2 separate regions of the Pan troglodytes genome follow, and region 2 is linked to region 1. The links are chromatin contacts, called in public Hi-C maps. All regions are on one chromosome and are shown on one strand. Each heading gives the region's core, a stretch centred on a gene start, on an enhancer-like site or on the middle of the called end of the contact. The rest is flanking DNA. Distances are from core to core; before and after follow the strand shown.

The links. Hi-C and Micro-C count contacts between places; a contact is called where the count stands out from the background.
Region 2: a Hi-C map of stem cell-derived neural progenitor cells shows a contact between it and region 1, with 5 times the contacts expected there. The contact joins the promoter of IER5 here to the enhancer-like site in region 1. A contact is called at or near these places in 5 of 7 Hi-C or Micro-C datasets (blood, induced pluripotent stem cells, a lymphoblastoid cell line and 1 more), 1 of 1 datasets of contacts at active chromatin or transcription factors (stem cell-derived excitatory neurons) and 1 of 1 other capture datasets (stem cell-derived neural stem cells).

What each region holds. Positions count from the first base shown.
Region 1 is chr1:67,989,691-67,996,202 of NHGRI_mPanTro3-v2.0_pri, reverse strand. No RefSeq gene overlaps it. Among named protein-coding and RNA genes, the nearest start is that of IER5, 54 kb to the left of the region's middle. Within about 2 kb of position 3,087, at least 10 of the 24 cell types and tissues checked have an H3K27ac peak or open chromatin away from gene starts, as enhancers often do. A contact at or near this core is called in stem cell-derived neural progenitor cells and stem cell-derived neural stem cells, where this site is marked.
Region 2 is chr1:68,045,536-68,052,526 of NHGRI_mPanTro3-v2.0_pri, reverse strand. IER5 (immediate early response 5) reads left to right here and starts at 5,248. Exons shown (of 1, transcript XM_016933680.3): 1 at 5,248-6,991. The coding sequence starts at 5,463. The coding sequence ends at 6,446.

The sequences.
Region 1 (6,512 bases), core at 1,838-4,337:
ATGCTGGCAAATTGTGTCCTGTCAGAGGAAGGGCTGAGACAGTGGCCCTTGCTTCTCCACGACCTGCATGAAGGTATATCCGCGACTTCCCAGGTGCCCCCTGTGGGGCATAAGGAGGCTGGGAATTAAGAGCCAGCGTGCTGCAGAGGTGGGCCTAGGAGGCCCCATGGCTGAGCCTCAGAGTGGACAACAAGAGCAGGGCCAGAGGGAGGATGTGGCTGGGCCCTAGAGGGTCAGCAGTGCCAGGGAGCACTGAGGAGAGGCCCGGGCAGCAGGGGGCTGGTCAGACCATACAAGAGCATGTTCAGGCCATTGCCTAACCCGAGAGAACAGGTTATAAGCATCTCAAACCCAGCCGCACAGGGGCAGGAAAGGGTGTGGCTTAGGGACAGCATATGGGAAAGGCATTTAAGGGTTTTCATTCATAATAAGGTCAAAATGAGTCCCCAGTGTATTAAGATCTGTAAATAAATGAACAAGTTACAGTCTCCTCAGTGGAACCTGGTCCCATTCTTCTCAGGGCTGGTCAGCTCCCTTCCGGAGAATTACAGTCATGCTGGGTCTCCCTTCGAGACTGAACAGACAAACCAGACCCCCATACAGAGGAGAGTGGGGAGAAACCTCCACATAAGAGCAGCTTGCAAGGACTCGAGAACACACAGTCTGGTGAAAGAGAATTTAGGGGTGACACTGCTTAGGTTCTGTATGTTCCCAAGAGGAGACCCAATGCATGGATGTTATAGGGAGAGAGTTCAGCTCCAAAACCACTAGAACCATCTAATAATTCTAAACCGGCATGGGCTGAACCAGGACACTTCCTGGATATGGAGCATCCAAGCAGAAGCCAGAACACTGCTATGCAGGAGAGGCAGATGTCTGCCGGGTCATGGACCTGGACAACCTTCAACATTTCTTCCAACCTTAAGATTTTGTGAATCGCTGAATGAAATTCTAATTTTAAAGTTTCTGACTCAGAGGCAGAGGAGGCTCCTATTTTGAGTCAGAGTACCCAAATGCAAAGATCCCAGCTCCTTGGAGACAGACGGACCTGGCTTCTGAGACTGGCTTTGTCACTCACTAGTTGTGTGCCCTGGAGAACTTCCTTTCCCTTTCTGAACTGCAGTGTTCTCAGCTGGAAGATGGAGATATTTACCTGGCAGGGTGTTGTTGGCATTAAGTGAATCAATGTAGTAAACATGGCCAATTGTGTGTGTGCACACGTGTGTGTGTGTATGTGTGTGTGTGTGTGTTAGTGGGGGTAGGAGGAGTATAGGATGTTTGCCATGCTAGCAAATCTTATTATTGCCTACTGGTTAATTTTCTTTTTCCTAAGACCAGCTTACAGAGCAACGGAACACTGAGTTTAATGAAAAGATGAAACAGATGCTGATGTGGTGTGGACAGATACTGGTTTGAATCCTCTTAGCAGAGAAGGGAAAGTTCTGATATGGGGAAGATGGGGGAGGCACCTGTGACTATGCTGGAGGAAAGGGCAAGAGGAAGTCACCCCCTGAGGGCCACAGGTGGATACCCTCTGGTGCTGTACCTGGGCTTCTGGCCATGGGATGAGTTGAGCTGTGTGGTGCTCACTGTCTTTCGGGAAAGGAATGGGCCTGGACCGATCTGCCTCCCCCCATGACTATCTGCAGGTGACACCAGATCTGCAGTGACCTTCAGCTATGAAGTGGGCACAGGTTTCCTTTTAGCCCTCCCCACCTCGGCTTTCTGCACTTGTTCCTGCCAGCCCCCACTCCCTCTTACTTCATTCCTAATTCCTTCCTCCATCACATTTTTTCCCTTAGAAGCTCATGTACATAAGGAGGTATGAAGGACTGGCAAAGCTACAAGCCCGACCTCTACCAGGGATGCTTGCATTTCAACTCTCAGCCACTGCCATTCTCCACTGGGGGCCTCTCTCCCACAGTGTGAGAGTGTGGGTGGGCGTGGTGCAGCTGGCAGCATGCTGATGTCTGTCTCTTTGCAAAGCTGACCTACCCTGGGTCAGGTCCTGGCTGCCTTGAGTACTGGGAGAGGGTGGTGAAAAACAGGCCCAAAGCTCTGCGGGGAGCAGCCCCTTCTCCCCTGGCCTTTGGCTAGGAGGAAGTGAGTGGGTCCTGCCTTGGGGCCTCCACTTCCGGGGCCTCGAGGACTGAGGCTGACTCGATGATTCCTGGAAGGTGATGATGTCATGGTGACATAGCAGTTCCCCTCCCCAGCCAAAGTCAATAGGAGAGTGGGTGATGAGTGTCTCTCATTGGCACAGAGGCCCGAGGCTCTCAGGAATGACCAAGTCCACTGGCTTGTCCAGGCCACTTAACACCACATTCATCAATAGCTCCCTTCCTCAAATTCCTACAGCTCTGATCATCTGTCCCTTCGGCGATCCCATATTCTGGACTTCCAGGGCAGGCTTGATTGATTTTAAACATTCTGCCCCTTTGTTTTTCCACGTCAACAAATTCACGAATCATAGAAATTCATCCCAGGTTGGCCTGTGCATCCTGGGGCTTTGGGGACACGGAGCCACCAGGCTTTCTCAGAAACAGAGCATGATCATGTGTACCCTTGCGTCCCAGCTTCACATCTGCATGTCTTTTCAACAATATTAATAGCTTCTTTAGAATCAGCATCTGTGTCTGTTTCTTTTGTTTTCTCCAGGACTCCTCGAAGGGGCTGAGTGTGTGGGAAAATCTAAAAATGCTTATGGGGAGGGGGAGGTTAAGCTCCCCTTCTTGCCTTGTCAAGGGCTCTCTCCCACTACTTCACTGGGGGTGAAAGGCGCATCCGCAACAAGGGCCCCGTGAGTCCATAAGGAGATGTCTTCTGCTTCTCTCACCCGTGCTTATTAAAAGGTAACCTAGTCCCGGTGTGGGTTTGGGAAAAACGCTGCTGGACTTGCGCGGGTCGGGGTTGCTTTTGGATAGCCACTCCCTGCACTCTTGTTTACCAAAGACCTGACTCTCTGACAGACTGCGTCAGACCCGCATGGAGTAAAATGGATCCTTTGTCAGCTGGAGTCTGAATTCAAACGCCTTCTCTGCGGCCCTCCCCAGACCGACCCCAGCGTTTTACAAGGGAGCCCTGGCGTTGCCTTACGCTGCCCGATGCTGCCCCCTGCAGGCGGCTCGCAGACACAGCCCGCTCCGCTGGGTGTGGAGGCTCAGCCTGTGCCACACAAATGGGTTTTCATCACCTAGAGTTGTCAGAGCAGCTAATAGCGCATGAACAGGAAGAAAATTAGGCTTCTCTAAGTGAATTGGGTGTTGAAAGACACTGAAATAAATGGTGGAGGCAGTGAGAATGACTGATGGTGTTTCAAGTCTGAAGTAATAAGTTGGGGGAGGTGAGGGTGGGAGAAGAAGGAACTAGTGTTTACAGTGACCATGTGATTTAAATCTGGGCTCACAACAGCCTCAGAGGCAAATGCTCTGAACTCCTGTTTAATGGATGGTGAAGTCGAGTCTTAGAGAAAAATTAAATAACTGCCCAAGATTATACAGCAATAAATGGCAGACCCAGGACTTGAACTCAGTGACCCCAGGCCTCTGTGACATCTGCTGTCCCGCCACCCCACCATAAGAGATCATCGTCCTGCCTGGAGGAAGATCCCTTTGTCTATGGGATGATCTGGGTTTTTTGGAATGAAGGGGAAACTTCAACAGGGAATTCTCTTCACTAAGACAGTTTGTAGCTGTAGCCTCTGTCATGTGATTTGAGGGGTGTTTGGCAGATCTCCCTGCCTGAAAACATCTCCCCAACTTGCTCATCACATTGCCTGGAATTTTGCTGTAAGAGAGTCCTTCCTTTGATTAAGATTGGCTAAGTGGTACTCCTGTTAAATGAAAATGCAATTCCTGTTGGGGAGTCACAGGTTAAACCTTTAAATCTTAATTCAACCTCAGTGGAGATGAGCTCATCAGGTTGCTTCATCCCTGTGATAGAGAATGAAGGGTGTGGGGAAATTGGAGGACAGGGGGTGTGCCAAAATCTAATTTTATTACTAAATGTCTCAGAGACTCCTCAAACTGTACCAAATGAAACTCTTTATCTTCTCTCCCACACTCTCCCTTCTTGGACATTAAACAGGCTCAGAAATCCCTGCAGTGTCCCTCTCTCCTCCATCTGATGGTCACTGGGTCCTCCCCAGCCTGCCTCTGAAGTGGTGCCTGAATCTCCACCATGCACCCTCACTCTGTGGTGTGCTCAGGCCCTCGTCAGTGTGTTTCTGCCCCTGAGACTTTACCCTTTAATCAAACCTCAGTGCAGCAGCAAATGAGAGCTTTTGAAAACATGAATCAGAGGATGCTGCATTTCCTCCTAAAATCTTCCTCAGTGCCTTAAAGAAAAGTGCCAATTTCTCAGTATTTTATACTTAGGAGAGTGTTCCCATCCTTCTCTCTTGCCTCTCCTCTGTACCTCTCATTACCACCCTCCTTCACCCCATTCCCCAGCCTGGTCATCTCATTCACAGCTCCATGCTTTTGTGCTTTGTTTTTGTCAGGAAAGCCCTTCTCCTTCAGTGGTCAGCTAACTACTCCTCCATGAAGCCATCCCTGATTCCTACTCCAGCCCCCAAGGAAGAGGTAAGTTTTTATGTCAACCCTCACTAAGCCCACACACATGAATGAATGGATGAGTAAACGAAGCTCAGCTGATGAGTGGACTATCCAGTTCAAAAGATGAGGTTGTTTCTGAAATGAATATAAACCAAACTGTGGCTACGTTTTTGAAGGTTGCTGCTATGATGCACCGAATGTGTCTGTGTGTGCATTGGTGGGATACAAAGACTCTGTTAGGGTAAATAATTTGATGGGCCTTGAACTTACACAAGCAGACTAGTTTCAGAACATTGCCATGGAGACGAATGAGGACTCAAGCAGCAGGGTACCACTTAGGCAATGACAGATTTTACAGAAAATGGGCTTAGATACACCTTTCTTGTCAAAAAATCTCCTAGCTAATGGGGAGAGTGCTTCAAGGCAGAATAAAAGCTTGCACCCTCAATGAACAAAAAGCTCCTGAAGTTAGAAAACCAGGAAGTAGCAGGTCAGGAAGAAGATAAATTCTTAGCGATAGACTGAAAGACAAATGGCCAATGAGGATGTTGGGGCCATGCCATGATGTTAGATAGAGTTCAGCATATTATATTAGAAAATAAACAAAGGATGAAGATGTTTCAAATGTATCTTTAGATGTCCTGTTGTGTGAAGTGAGGAAGCTGTTCCCTTGGTCCTTGGCAAACTGTTAAATCATTTATTTATTTATTTATTTATTTATTTGAGATAGAGTCTCACTCTGTCGCCCAGGCTGGAGTGCAGTGGTGCAGTTTTGGCTCACTGCAACCTCTGCCTTCTGGGTTCAAGCGATTCTCCTGTCTCAGCCTCCTGAGTGGCTGGGATTACAGGCACCCGCCACCATGCCAGGGCCATTTTTGTATTTTTAGTAGAGACGGGGATTTCACCATGTTGGCCAAGCTGGTCTTGAACTCCTGACCTCAAGTGATCTGCCTGCTTTGGCCTCCCAAAGTGCTGGGATTACAGGCATGACCCACCACACCTGGCCATGTTAAATCATTTATTACAGAACTAGGACTATATAATCTCCTACATAGCCACCATAGAACCTTTCAAGTCAGGGCTTGCACTTGGACACATCTGCCATCCAATCCACAGACCCCATTCAAAATTTTCAAGCTGTCCCAACAATGTCTCTTTTTCCTTTCTAGTCCAAGATCCTATCCAGGAATACAAGTTGCATGGTTCTTGTGCCTCTTTAGTTTTCTCCAATTTGAAACAGTTTCTTAGTCTTTCCCTGTCTTTCATGTCATCAGCTGTTTTAAAGAGTACAAACCATTCATTCTGCAGGACGTCCCTGGGTCTGTCTAATGTCCTGGTGTCCAGACTTGGGTCATGCTCCCTTGATAAGAACACCACAGAAATGATGCTATTCTCATTTCAGCGAATTGCGTGGGGTGGAAGGAGGAGACATAGGATGTCAATCCATTCCACAACTGGAACTGTTTATTTTGATCACCAGTCACGTACCAACATTTGTCTGCCAGGTTTCTCTCCTATAAAGACCCCATTTACCCCCTTTAAATTGATGGCATTTTGTGGGGAGATAATCCTGTTCTTTATCAAACTTGCATCTCCCAATCTTAGCCTCCATTGATGTCTCCTGCCAGAATCAACCACAACTATGACAGTTTCCAAATTATGGTTTTCTATTTCCATCATTCCTTTTCATTTTATTAGTTGGTGGGCTACTGTAATACAAAGCTTTCCCATTTTCTATGTTCATTTGCATATTTATTTCAGTAGGGAATCTTGTTTTATTCAATGGATTGTATTCCATTGCCATCCTTGTTTATTTTGATGTTCACATTGCTCCAGATATGGCCAGTGGAGTCCCTTCAGCTTGGCTCCTGCCTCCTTCTGACACATCTCCACCATTCTCAGCACTGTCTTACTTTCTGGCACTACAAAATGACCAAGGCTCATCATGGTACTTTT
Region 2 (6,991 bases), core at 3,999-6,498, 54 kb before region 1:
AGATTGTGCCTCTGCACTCCAGCCTGGGCGACGGAGCAGGGCTCTGTCTCAAAAAAAAAAATAAAAAAAAAAATAAAAAAAAAAGAAAAATGAAAAAGAAAATCAAGCAGCCAAGAGAGAGAAAAAAAAAAAAAAGATGTACAATATCCAGAACAGTGAGAGAGAAAAGGAACAAATTAAAAAGTGGATTTGGGCCAGGTGCAGTGGCTCATACCTGTAATCCCAGCACTTTGGAAGGCCGAGGCAGGTGGATCAATTGAGGTCAGGAGTTTGAGACCAGCGTAGCAAACATGGTGAAACCCCATCTCTACTAAAAATATAAAAATTAGCTGTTGTGGTGGCATGCGCCTGTTGTCCCAGCTACTTGGAAGACTGAGAGGCAGAAGTTTCAGTGAGCCATGATCACACCACTGCACTCCAGCCTGGGCAACAGAGTGAGATTCTGTCTCAAAAAAAAAAAAAAAAAAAAAAAGGGGATTTGTCTGTTCTCAGAAGAAAAAAAGGAGTATCACTTACACAAAGTGCTAATAATGTATTTTTATAGATCTTTTCCCCCTAAATATTTAGTATGTCATACAAATGACTATTTGATTGCATAAGCAACTTTGACACTGCCCCTCACCCCCCACCAATTGAAAATGTCCTAATATTGAAAGGTAGGGACAGTGCAAATAACTTATTTTTCTTTCACCAACTCCCTTCTTACTAATTGTTACTTCTCACATAGCTACCGTGTGCATAATCTGTAGTGGGTTTGCACAGACTAGACGTAATTTAAGGCAAGTTAAGATCTTTAATCATCTGATAATAATACTTAGCCTTCAATTAGTTGTGTAAACAAGGGCGTAAATAGTGTCAACAGCAGTGGGCAGAGCAGCCTGTGCTGACAGGAATCCACAGGCTTGAGCCCAGATAGCGCCTGAGTGACCTCAGACAGCTGTGGAAACAGCAGAGCCCAAAGCTCCTTGTACTAATCTGCCTGTGCCCAGCAGAGGGGTGAAAAGACAGAACAGACCTGTGGGAGGTGCTCTGGCCTTTTCTTCCAGAGCAGTTGGTTCCTCTGTTCTTCTGACAACCCTACTGTTTCTGATCATGCTGCGAACTTCTCTTTTAAACTGACAAAATCTCAGAGATGGATGATGGCAAATTCTAACTCAGTTCCTGCTTGCTGAATCTGAAAAGAATATGCTATCGTCCTGCTTTTTTTGGTAGGTGGAGGTGAAGTTTCCTGATCATAAGAACTCGGGCCCTCCAGACATGAGTTCTAAAGGTTCCATTTCGTTCGCTCAGGATCAAAGAAAATCCTGATAATGACAGTGATAATGTGCAACTTGAAAGTCATCAGACATTTATTAAGCACCTATTATGTGGTACAGCAGAAAAAGCATTAAAAATTCAACAAGTACTAAGAGTGTACCTACTATGTGTTCAGAACTGTGCTAGGCACTGGTGTGATAACAATAACCATAATAACAACAATAACTAAGAATTATAAGTGTTTATATGGTGCTAGGAACTGTACTAAGCAATTTAGTTATTTTTATTATTCCCATTTTTCACAGGAGACTGAGGCACAAAGAGGTTAAATAACTTGCCTATATAAGCAAACTAAAATATGGATTTCCCATTTCACCTAGAGGTGAGATGACTTTCCAAAGCTCACACAGCAGTGAGAACAGGAGCCAGGCAATCTAGCCCCATGACCCCACACTGGAGCTTTAAGTAGGTTAAATGTAAATGAAGATAATGATATCTACTTTCAGAACTTTATAAATGCGCTAAATAATGCATGTACTATGTCTAGCACAGTGCTTGGTAAACATTATTATTATTAGGAATTCATTAATCCAAGTGCATAATCACTCAGTATGCACTGGTACAGCCAACCCAGTTGTTAAAGTATTGAAATGTTTCCATGTCAGTTGATAGAACCTCTGCCCTAAGCCCGTGAGTACCCCCTTACTGGCCAGCAGCCCCTCTTGCAGGAGCCCTCCAAACCCCTAGCATTGTAAGGGCCTCCAGGACCCTGTTCTGATGGTTAGTGCCTGTACTGCACCAGTTGTTATGTATTTTCACCATATCCTGGCTACAAATATGAGCTGGGCTCCTGCCTTCAATGAAGGCATAGTCTGGGAGGGACACTGGGCATGACAGGAGAAAGTGATGAGGGCAGTGATGAAGGAGTGTGCTGAGTACAGTGGTGGATGATGGAAAAGCTCAGCTCAGGCGGGTCAGAAAGCCTTCATGGAAGGCAAGAGGCTGACGCTAGCAATAACCTGCCTGGATGGGTGAGTGGGGGCATCCCAGATCATCACTAAAGTTCTTTTGTCTCTCAGTTTCTTCATTCTCTTTTTTTTTTTTTTTTTTTGAGATGGAGTCTCGCTCTGTCACCCAGGCTGGAGTGCAGTGGTGCGACCTCCGCTCACTGTAACCTCTGCCTGCTGAGTTTCAGCAATTCCCCTGCCTCAGCCTCCCAAGTAGCTGGGATTACAGGCACGTGCCACCATGCCCGGCTAATTTTTTGTATTTTTAGTAAAGACGGGGTTTCACCATGCTGGCTGGGCTGGTCTTGAACTCCTAACCTCGTGATCCACCCACCTCGGCCTCCCAAAGTGCTGGGATTACAGGCGTGAGCCACCACGCCCTGCCAGTTTCTTCATTCTTGTTGCCTCCATCTAGTTCAGGTCTTCACAACCCTTTGCCTAAATTTCCACAAGAGCTTTTTATGTGCTCTTCTATGCACCAACTGTTCTAGAATCTATTCTGTGCTTCCCTTACTGAACAACCTTTAGTAAGGTCCCTGTGGTCCTATCTCCTCATCAAGGCACCCACAACCCACTATCATGCAGCCTCGGCCTCTGTTTCTAGCCTTTCCCACTTGCTTTTGGGCATGTACCCAGCACAACTGCAAAGTAAGATGTTCCCTACACTGGACTCTGTTGCTCCTGCTGCTTGGAACTTGTGGATCCTACCTCAGAGGTTTTCAGCACCCTCTTCAGATACAACTTCTTTGGTGAAACTTTCTCCCATCTATGTTCCTTTCTTCTCCCAGCCTCTTCTCCCACCCCAGGGTAGTATGTGGGGTAGTGTGTTCTGAGAACTAGCCTACATTGATAGCTTATTATATGCCAGGTGCTGTTCTATGAGCTTTGCATATGCTACCTTGTTCTACCCTCACAAAAACTCTAAGAGGTAGGCATTATTATTATTATATTTATATTTATTTTATTGTATTTTTTGAGACAGAGTCTCACTCTGTTGCCCAGGCTGGAGTACAATGGTGTGATCTCGGCTCACTGCAACCTCTGCCTCCTGTGTTCAAGCAATTCTCCTGCCTCAGCCTTCCGAGTAGCTGGGATTACAGGCACCTGCCGCCATGCCAGGCTAATTACTGTCTTTTTTTTTTTTAGTAGAGACAGGGTTTCACCATATTAGCCAGGCTGGTCTTGAACTCCTGATCTCAAGTGATCCGCCCACCTTGTCCTTCCAAAGTGATAGGATTACAGGCGTGAGCCACCACACCCGGCTGATTATTTTGTAATAAAAAAGACAGCAGCACAGAGAAGTGAAATAATTTTCCAGAGGCCATGCAGCAAGTGAAAGGTGAAGCTGGGATTCCAACCTAGGAAGCCAGCCTCCTCAGCCTGTGCTCTTAGCCATTGCTTTATAGTGACTAATAACTTGCAAAGAAAAAGAGAAGAGAAAAATTCTTGCGTCATTACTCAATATATGCTATTTGGTTTTGTAATTATTTGTGTCATTATTTTATCTCTTCCTCTACGTGGGCTGAAAATTCCTAGAGGGGAGGAACTCTGGGTCTCAGAGCCTGCTGTCTCAGTTACCATCAGTTGTGGGCACAGGTAATGCTATTGAGCCATCACATCCTCTGGAGATTGTGAATTGGTCATGATCAAGCCCACTCTTCACTGGTATTTTTCCTAAATAAATTCATTGCTTGACCAACCCCGGGGCAGGATCAGGCCCAGGGTTCCACATGGACTCCAAGAAAGCAGTGCTTAGTTTTCTCATTCAGATTGTGGCTGAGAAGTTGTCATTTATCGTCTGTACAATAAAGCAGATGTGTATGTGACTTCCCCCTTTTCAGCAGTGGAGACATTGAAGCGGCCTGAGGTTATTTACCCAGAGTCCTCAGGCAGGTCTGTGGTGGAGCTTCGGTGGAACTAACTGGAAGTGACTCCATGTTTCCAGTCCAGGACCCTGGGCAACCCCGTGGTAATTGTGTCCTGATATACTTATAAGGACCAGTAGATGGACTAAGTTGTTGACTGACCAGAAAATTCTGGAACTCCCTAGCACTATATTTTTACCTTGACACGAAATGAAATTATGACATCATCATGGGAACACAGGACTTCTTTCTTTTTATTTTCAGAACTTGCTCGATTTTTCCAAGGGTGGACTGGGTCAGTCCTTGTAATGGAAAAATGGAAATGAAAAAAAAAAGGAAAAAAAATCATTGTGGAGAACCTGTAACATCTTCCATTTAACTTATTTGATAACTGGGTTTGTTCTAGAATCTAGAGAACAAAGTGAAAGATGCCAGCTTTAGAGGACAACCAATAACTTTGTATCTAGACACGATTCCTTGATAAGAAGCCAAAAACCTAGCCAAAAACTTCTGGAATCCCCCTTTCCTTTGGGGTTAGAACTGACAGCTGCTAAGAGTGTATGTGACTCTAGCGGGGAAAGCGGCTCATCCAAAAATAATGATTGCCAAATACTTTGCAGTAATACTATTTGTTATCCAGGGGTGTCCTCCGCCGCGTATGGCCACCATCTCTATTTTTGCCAGGGTTGAGGGGGGTCGCTTACAGGTGTGGCCGGCCTGGAAACGGTGGCGTGGCTGGTGAGGGCGGAGTCGATCCGGGAAGGATCAGGACTTTATGGCAGAACAGAGTCCACCACCGTGTTCGGAAGAAAGTTCGAATATTTTGTTCGCTTTGGTTCCGGCAAGCCATCGCACAAGCCAGAATCTGTAACTCCAAACGGTAGCGCTCTCGAGCACCGTCCCCAACATTCACTCCCCACGGGCCTGGTCTGCGGCCGCAAGCCGTCGCCCCCTTTAAGAGCCTGCTCCGCGGGACTAACGTTCGAACGGGCCCTGGCGCCCCTCCTCGGGCTCCGATTGGCCGTGCGCGGCGCACGAGGGCGCGCCGGCCAGCCCCGGAACGGTTGGCGGCCCTTCGTGATTGGCGGTCGAGGAGCCTATATAAGACGCGAGGCTGCCGGGCTGCCCTGTTTAGCGACCGGACCCGAAACGGGGAAGTTGTCTTGTGTGGAGAGGTTAGTAGATCTGCGCGCGCGTCACCAGAGTCGTTTCTCTTCGGAGTCTTAGGTGATCGAGGGTGTGCCCAGGGGGCGGACTTGTTTGCGCCTCCCGTTCCCTCCCAATTTCCAAACGTGTCACCCCGGCGCCGACGGCCCTGTGCAGGGGAAGCAGGATGGAGTTCAAGCTGGAGGCTCACCGCATCGTCAGCATCTCTCTGGGCAAGATCTACAACTCGCGGGTCCAGCGCGGCGGCATCAAGCTGCATAAGAACCTCCTGGTCTCGCTGGTGCTGCGCAGCGCCCGCCAAGTCTACCTGAGCGACCCGTGCCCCGGCCTCTACCTGGCCGGTCCCGCTGGGACCCCGGCACCGCCACCGCAGCAGCAGCCCGGGGAGCCGGCGGCCGGGCCACCCGCCGGCTGGGGAGAGCCGCCCCCGCCCGCCGCTCGTGCCTCTTGGCCGGAGACCGAGCCGCAGCCGGAGCGCTCCTCCGTCTCAGACGCGCCGCGGGTAGGGGACGAGGTGCCGGTGGCCACGGTGACTGGAGTCGGGGACGTTTTTCAGGGCGGAGAGGCGGACGCGACGGAAGCTGCTTGGAGCCGCGTGGAGGGGCCGCGCCAGGCGGCAGCCAGAGAAGCCGAGGGTACCGCCGGAGGCTGGGGCGTCTTTCCTGAGGTATCTCGTGCCGCGCGCCGCCCCTGCGGCTGCCCCCTAGGCGGGGAGGACCCGCCGGGTACACCGGCCGCGACCCCCCGCGCTGCCTGCTGCTGCGCGCCGCGACCAGCCGAGGACGAGCCCCCCGCGCCGCCCGCGGTGTGCCCCAGGAAGCGCTGCGCGGCGGGGGTGGGCGGCGGCCCAGCGGGCTGCCCGGCGCCCGGCTCGACCCCGCTCAAGAAGCCCCGCCGGAACTTAGAGCAGCCGCCGAGTGGAGGAGAGGACGACGACGCGGAGGAGATGGAGACCGGGAACGTGGCTAACCTCATCAGCATCTTCGGTTCCAGTTTCTCGGGACTCCTACGGAAAAGCCCCGGGGGCGGCAGGGAGGAAGAGGAGGGAGAGGAGAGCGGTCCGGAAGCCGCCGAGCCCGGGCAGATCTGCTGCGATAAGCCGGTGCTGAGAGACATGAACCCCTGGAGCACAGCCATCGTGGCTTTCTGAGCCCTTGGCCCCCCTGCGGGGAGGAGGTGGAGCAGCGGGCGTCCCCGAAGTGAGGGCCAGGCCCTTCCCGGCTGCGAGGACGCCCAGAGACCGCGGGCGCTGAGCGCGTTGGGCAGACTGGTTGCCTCTGGGCATCGCAAACTGCCCCCGGGCGCATCTGGCTTATCTGGAGACCTGGGAGCTTGAGGCTCATTGGAAGAGGACGATCGTTAACTTTTGTGTTTGTGTATGTCTGTGTATGTAAGTTTGTCTTGTGGCATTAAGACTATTTTGCTCTTCTGGAATGCACCACTCCTTCCCCAGGGTTTAAGAGATTGGGGGCAGACAGGGACTTTCCTCTGCCGGCTGCGTGGAGAAGGAAGCGGCTAAAAGGTTTGGGTCGGGGAGTTCCCCATTCGTTCTCCGGGGAGGGAGGGACTTTACACCCACCCCTCACCGGAAAGCTAGACCCGCTTCAGGGCCAGGAGTGGCGTTTCCGCACAGGATTTCCTAAGACGAGAGGGATTTAGCCAAGAGCACAGACTTGGATTCCTTCTGTCCCTCCC